Linked DNA regions of Mus musculus: region 2 is linked to region 1. The links are chromatin contacts, called in public HiChIP or PLAC-seq maps. All regions are on one chromosome and are shown on one strand. Each heading gives the region's core, a stretch centred on a gene start, on an enhancer-like site or on the middle of the called end of the contact. The rest is flanking DNA. Distances are from core to core; before and after follow the strand shown.

Evidence for each region. HiChIP or PLAC-seq counts read pairs in DNA pulled down with a chosen protein or histone mark.
Region 2: an H3K27ac HiChIP or PLAC-seq map of large pre-B cells shows a contact between it and region 1, with 5 times the contacts expected there. The contact joins the promoter of Kcnh8 here to the promoter of Rftn1 in region 1. A contact is called at or near these places in 2 of 115 datasets of contacts at active chromatin or transcription factors (large pre-B cells and thymic regulatory T cells).

The regions. Positions count from the first base shown.
Region 1 is chr17:50,189,005-50,192,251 of GRCm38.p6, reverse strand. It overlaps Rftn1 (raftlin lipid raft linker 1), which reads left to right and starts at 1,755. Exons shown (of 10, transcript NM_181397.2): 1 at 1,755-2,031.
Region 2 is chr17:52,601,044-52,604,290 of GRCm38.p6, reverse strand. Kcnh8 (potassium voltage-gated channel, subfamily H (eag-related), member 8) reads right to left here and starts at 1,582. Exons shown (of 16, transcript NM_001031811.2): 1 at 1,411-1,582. The coding sequence starts at 1,486. Gm27217 (predicted gene 27217) reads left to right here and starts at 1,631. Exons shown (of 2, transcript NR_155517.1): 1 at 1,631-2,048.

The DNA of each region.
Region 1 (3,247 bases), core at 506-3,005:
TGGTGTATAGAAAGACAGGTCAAGAGTTCCAGAGGGAAAGCCAAACAAAACTTAAACATGGAAAAGCAGGTAGGGAAAAAAATTCATCAAAGACATTTAAATACACAGTGTTGGTACTAAGGACAGTAGTGAGGGACAGAAGATGGAAAATGTCAGCATAAGGTTCCCTCGAGGAACTGGTGTTTACAAAACAAACAAAAAAAAAACCCAACCCCCCCAACGCACCCTAAAATAAAACTACAAACACAAAATTCATAAGTGGAAAGAACTTGCTTAAAAATAATCTGTCTCCTCTCTGTGTCTCTCCATGTTTGTCTCTCTCCCTCTGCCTCTGCCTCTCCCTGTCCTCCTCCTTGTCCCTCTCTTCTTTGATGCCCTGCGATTTCTTGTTGACCACTGGCTGGCACTGTTAGGTTCTGTTAGGTGCTGTTTTCTCTCTGTAGTGACCATCAACGGTCCTGAACACTGGTGTAAGAGTCCTGATTTCCAGGTCTCAGCAGGATCTTTAGCGGAAAGGCACCCTCCCTCCCTTTGACTTCATAAATAAATGTTCAACACTGGGGTGCCCTGGACCCCTGTCCTGGCTTATTATTTCCAGACATGAACTAGGGATAGGGAAATGTGGAGAAAAGTGGGCGGAATGCCGGGATGGGGTGGGTAAATAGGCAGAGGAGTAAAAAGACAATTCAGGGGCAGAGTGATGGGGGGAGTAGGAGAGGGCCACAGGGAAGAAAATCCCTGAGTAGCTCTCACAAGAGGAGTTCCTGTAAACAGGCAGTGCTGCCTCCCCCCTCGCGCATGTTTCTAGTACCAGAAGGACCTCATTAAAACACAGGGTCTAGATCAGCCAGCCCTCTGCCGCGTGTAGCTCCAATGCCTAAGGACCCTTCTTTGCCCAACCAGAACAGGGTAATCAATTAAATCTCAGCCCCTTATGGTAATGATGATAATAACGATAATCGCAGAATTATAGAACGCTTCCAAGCATTTTCCATTTAATAAGACACAAGGAAGTGCTGGTTGGCCGATGAACAGGCCCAAAGTCACCCCCAGTCACTGGGAAGTAAGGACAGAAGGCAGCAATCCATCCTGACCATTTGTCTCTAGGGTTCCTGCTCTCAAGCCCTGCACGGTAATTCTGTTTTGTTTTACTGGCCTCAAGGAGACAGGATTTCACACTTTCACTATGGTAAAGCAGCCCTGTTTTAGGGAACAGCCTTATGGATTCTCATTGGGGAATCCATTTTGCTAGGCTAAGATGACCCAATTGCATCAGGATCTCAAACCTTTGGATACCTGGATAAAGTCGGGAAAGAGGCTGAGGCCAGTGGTACTATTTCTCTTCCCAAGCACTACTTTCGGAGAGATAAACCTGGGAGCAGAAGCTGCCTGGGGACGTTCCCACCTGTGGAATGGGTCCAGAATGGATCTCTTTCTAGCTCTCCTCCCCGCCCTAGCCATCAATCAGCACGTTGATGGCCGTCGCCTTCCCAGTATTTTGGCTGCCACCTTGGTGCTCTCCTAAGCAGGTCCCAAAACCCAAGCCTGGGAAAGAGAGGTGGGGTTAGGGGGAGGGGGAGGGAGAGCCCGGTTGCGCGGCGCTGGCGACGCACGGGGCGGACGGGTCTCTCGTGCGGGGCTGCCAGGGGCCGCTCGGCTTCCCCCAAGAAGATGCAGCACAGCATATTTTGCACATGAGTTCAGAGGAAGAGGAAGTGTAGCGGGCGGACGCGCGGCGGAGGCGGCGGCGGCGGCGCGGGGTGGAGTGGGGGCGGCGGGGCTGGAATCAGAGCGCGCAGGGCGCAGAGCGCAGCGAGCGGGAGCGCGGCGGCCACTGGCTCTGGAGAGGTACCTGTGCGGCCAGCGCCGGAGGGACAGACGACAAGCGAGCGGCCGCGCCCCGCGCTCTGCCCCCACCCCCGGGGTCGCGTCGTCCGCGCGCCGCCCTGCTCTGCATGGCACAAACTTTCATCCCGGGACACAGCACGCTGTCTCCGCCCGCGCCACGGTCACCGCTGCTGGTCCCCTAAGGTAGGTGGGCGTGCGGCGGGCCGGCGAGGTGGCGCGCAGAGGCCTGGGTCGCTGGCTCTGCTGGCCCGGGATCCGGGTGAGCAGGCGACAGCTCCTCGTGGCACCTCGGGGGCTCCGGAGCTGTTAGGCGAGCCCCCTGGTGCAGGTCGCGTGGGGATGGGGACAGATCGATGGGACGCCAGATTCTGGGCCAACTTTTTTTCCCCCGATGAAGAGGGGGAAAAAAAGCAAAACAAACAAGCGAGAGAGCGTTGGGGTGAGAGGTCGCCTGCTGGGGGTCCTGGGCTTCGCAGGCGGAGGTCTGCTAGAAGGACGCGGAGGGGAGCTTGGAGGCTACAGGTGGGTCAGGACCCGGGGCCTTAGTGGGTACTGGGCCCGGAGCAGATGGGAGTTGCCACCGCCCACGTGCACCCGGAGACCTGGGCTCGACCCAGGGAAGAGGTGTGCGACTCTTGAGAGCAGGCAGGAGGGTACTCGGTGGAAATACTGAGAGCTAAATCCCAGGCACCAGAAATGGGGCTTTTCTCCTCTGAAAAGGGGATTTTTTTTCTTGCCTTGTTGTAACACACTTTTCTAGGCATGGGGCACACCAGGATGGGCATGGGGTCTGGGCGAGGAGGAGGGAGTGTGTATTTAAAGAAGCCTGACTGTCAGGCGAGTGCGCCAGGTCTACTGGCATCACTGTCTTTGGAGGCCAGAATCGCGCAGAGGGCAGGGTTAGCCCCGCGCGTGCTCCCTGATGCCTGTTGGCTGCTGGCTCTCAGCTGCCCCCTGTGGGCGGTGGGTGGTGTGAGTGAGTTTGTTTAGGGGCTTACAAACAAAAACTATTTTTTAAAAAGAATCTGGCACAGATCTTTGTATATGAGTGGCTGCCTAACTGCCCAGCAACAGACCCTCTGTTCATACAGCTGTTTTCAGAAGGGGCGCAGGGAGGTGGGGTGGGAGTGGGTGGTGGTGTTAAGGTCAGAACAGGTGTCTCCCAACGGCTACTATGGAGTGTCATCTCAGGATAAGCCTTTTCCAGGAAGGAAGCCCAGGGTGTAATGTGAGTGGCCTACAAACCCATGGGTAGGGCCATTGAACCCAGCATACCCGTGGCTGCCAGGATTCCTAATTTGTACCTTCTGACCAGCTGGATTCTGAGGAAGTTCAAGTGACACCAGATGTCACCAGCCACTCATCCTCAGGGGTTAAACAACGAGCTGTGTGGTGCTGT
Region 2 (3,247 bases), core at 333-2,832, 2.4 Mb before region 1:
GATTCCAGTTATAGCAGCTAGAGACAGTGATGCGGATGTTGGCAGTATATCACCACCTTTAGAGCAGTTAGAATCAGTAGTGTTGATTATGAAGGTGGTGTCAGTGGACGGGATTTGAACCAGTGCCAGAATAATTTTCTTATTGTCATCTAATAAAACACAATACGAAAAGGTAAAGACTGGATACCTCTAAGGAGTATTTAAAAAAAAACACACACACACAGCTACAAAAAAGGAAAAAAAAGTGAGCAAGCCTTGATGAGGCTAAATTTTAAAAACAAAATCCAAACAAAATCAAAGAGTACTTCACCTTTCTAGCATGTAAAACTTGCCCAACTCTTCCAAAAGATTAAAATCTTGTATCCCACCCTTTCAGAAGGGTCTGCGCGTCCAGACAGTCTGTGTGGAAGTGGAAGGAGATGTTAAATCTCCCACGGGCTCCAAGAGATGCACGGCCACAATATAAAATAGAAACACCCTGAACTGCTGAGAAAGCTTTTAGAATGAATGAGTCTATATGAGTCTTATGAAACAGACAGGAAAGGGGCCACGAGCACACAGAAACTTCCTATAATGAAGATGTAGGTATCCTGGTGGGACCTACTGCCAGCATTTCTTAAGGACAGGGCTATAACCAATTACAAGATTCCCAGGCTCCAGCACAAGAAGCCTGGAGGAGAGGACCTGACCGTGGTCCTGAAAGATCCCGGGCTTTTTCCAGAAGGACAAAAAACACCTTATCTGCACTCAGAATTTTTTTTTCCCAGTCCAACACAAGAAGTCGGATATTCAATACTATTTCACTTCAAAAGACTCTGAAACTTTCCCTGTGGTCGAATTAGTCTTCACAATGTTCAACTCCTCCTTCTTCAATAGTCTTTCCTCAAGTGTTGCGGTAATTTCAGAGTTAAGAGGGGAGATTCTGAGAGACTTCCAGCACTCAGAAAAGTCTATGGACAGCTCACACCTGGCCTCCATGAATCTACGCAGGATTTCTTAAATTCGAATGAAAAGTCATAGGAGTCTGGAAAACCTCCAAACTCTAACCCGGGCAGCGTCAGAACTCTAGAAAAATAAAGTGCACAGCATCTCACCCTGCACCAAGCTACTCAAGGTACAGCACAGCACAGGTCCCACCGCGAGTTGTTGATCATTTTCAGACCTGTGTTTCTGTGTTCCAGACCTAGGCAATCAAGTGATCCACCTAAACCAATACCAAGTGCTTTTATGATTTGTGTGTGTGTGTTGGGGGAATCTTGTTTTATTTTGTTTCCTTTCTCCACTAAAAGATACCCTGGCTACCCTGACATGAAGGCAAATTATTGCGCGGATGGAAACAGAGGAGAGGGAGCAAAAGTCGAAGAGAAACCCATCCTAGGGAAACGGGCAACTCCGGCAAGCCCTACTTACGTGTTCCGTCGAAACGGGTGGCAATAGTGTCCAGGAAGGTGTTCTGTGGCGCCAGTAATCCTTTCATAACCGGCATTTTTCCAGCGCTGTGTGAAATTCCCCATCAAAGTTTGTCCACAAGGATGGCTCTGTAGGAAAGTGCCAAGCTGGAAGAAGCCACCAGGAGCGTGATGACGGCAGGGGCGGGGGGCCAGGCGTGCAGAGGATGGGGCCGGGCAAAAAAAGGGGGTGGCAGCAGAAGGAGCTACTCCCTGGCCGCTGCACTGTGACCAGAGCAGCCCGTGATCATAGCTCTGAACCCGCCTCGTTCCAGGCGTCCTCCGCCGTTCCCTCCTCCTTCTGCACAGACACCCCTAGGGTCTCTCCGTAGAGCCTTCGAGAGCTCACGGTGGCCCGGGGCGCCGCGCCCTGACCCGCGCTCTAGGGTCGTGGAGGACGGCGCCCCATCTGGGGAGACTGCGGCGCTAAGCCTCGAGTACCCCCAGGGACGCTGAGGAACAGAGAAACGCGAGCCAGAGCAACACCCGCCCCCCAGGAACCGGGAACAAAGACCCCTTTGTTCCAGCTCTGTCCCTCTCCCGGGAGACCAGAGTCCCGTGGGTGTGGTGTCGTGGAGAGGAGGAGACAGGTCACTGCAGGTAACCCGCCTCCGCCTAGAACTTGGGAGGGGGAGGCACCCCAGCGTGGTGTCCTAGGTAGCAAAGGCAGCCTGGGGCTCCGGAGGGAGGTGCCCCCCTTCCGGTGCACCTGCCATTCCCAGCTCCAAGTCAGCTGAATGCCTGCCACTCTGATTACCAGGGTCTCTCCAGGTGTGAGGTTTTGTAAACTCTCCTTCCTCAGCTCTGAAAGGAAATTCAGGTACACTCCCTCGCCAAATTCACTTTGCTGTCCCCCCAACCACCAAAACTAAAAGGGAAAAACCCCTCTTAAATGGGTAATGCTTTCCCACTCTCCCATGAAGTGTGCATAGAGTGTTTCTAGAAAGTTTGCTTATTTTTATTGATTTATAAAATACGTGGAACTAACAGAGGGGAGTTAGGTTTTTTTTTTTTTTTGGTTTTGCTTTTTCGTGTAAAAACAGTTTCAAAGTGATCCCCTCTCCACCGCGGCAAGGGTCCCCCCAACCCCACCCTCAGCCCCTCGACTGGTTGGGTGCTAGGAACTGCCGGTTTTTCAGAAAAACTAAAAGCGGTCTCCCTGCCCCTTTCCCTAGGGCTCAGGAGGGGACTCCCTCTCCACCTACATTCTCCGAAAGAAATCCACCCAAACCTAGGGTGCATCCCTGCGGGAGGGCAAAGGGACCTGCGGAGCCCTGGTTCCACTGAAGCCCTAGCAAGGAAGAAAGGGAAAGTTAAGAGACCAGGAGAGAACAAACAGAAGCCCAGGTGCTGCTGCACCCGGAAAAGAAGGAGGGAAACGCGAACAGGTGTCTGCGGTGCTGCAGCAACCGCTGGGATCCCTCCTCCAGGATCCGGGCGTGGCAGCAGGTGCAAGCAGCCCCAAAACATCTGGCGGAGGCTCTTTGCTCCAATCCCTGGGGATCCTGGAGTGATGAGGGACTCTAGGGGTTTCCTCGCTGCGGCTCTGGGTTCCGCGAGGGCGGGGTGGAAAGGGAAAGGAGGAGGCTCATTGTCCCCGCCCCGGTCCCCTTTATTCGTGATGCACTTCCTGCTGCCGAGGATTCCCTTTGTGTTGAGATTCCAGATCCGCCCACACACGCAGGAGCGGGAGGGCCGGGGATTCCGGGTGGGTGGCCACCCTCCAAGGCTCAGGCTGTGTATCTCTTTTCCTTCCGGTTACAGTTGCTGATTAGCGGTGCCCCTCTCCGTCACCACCT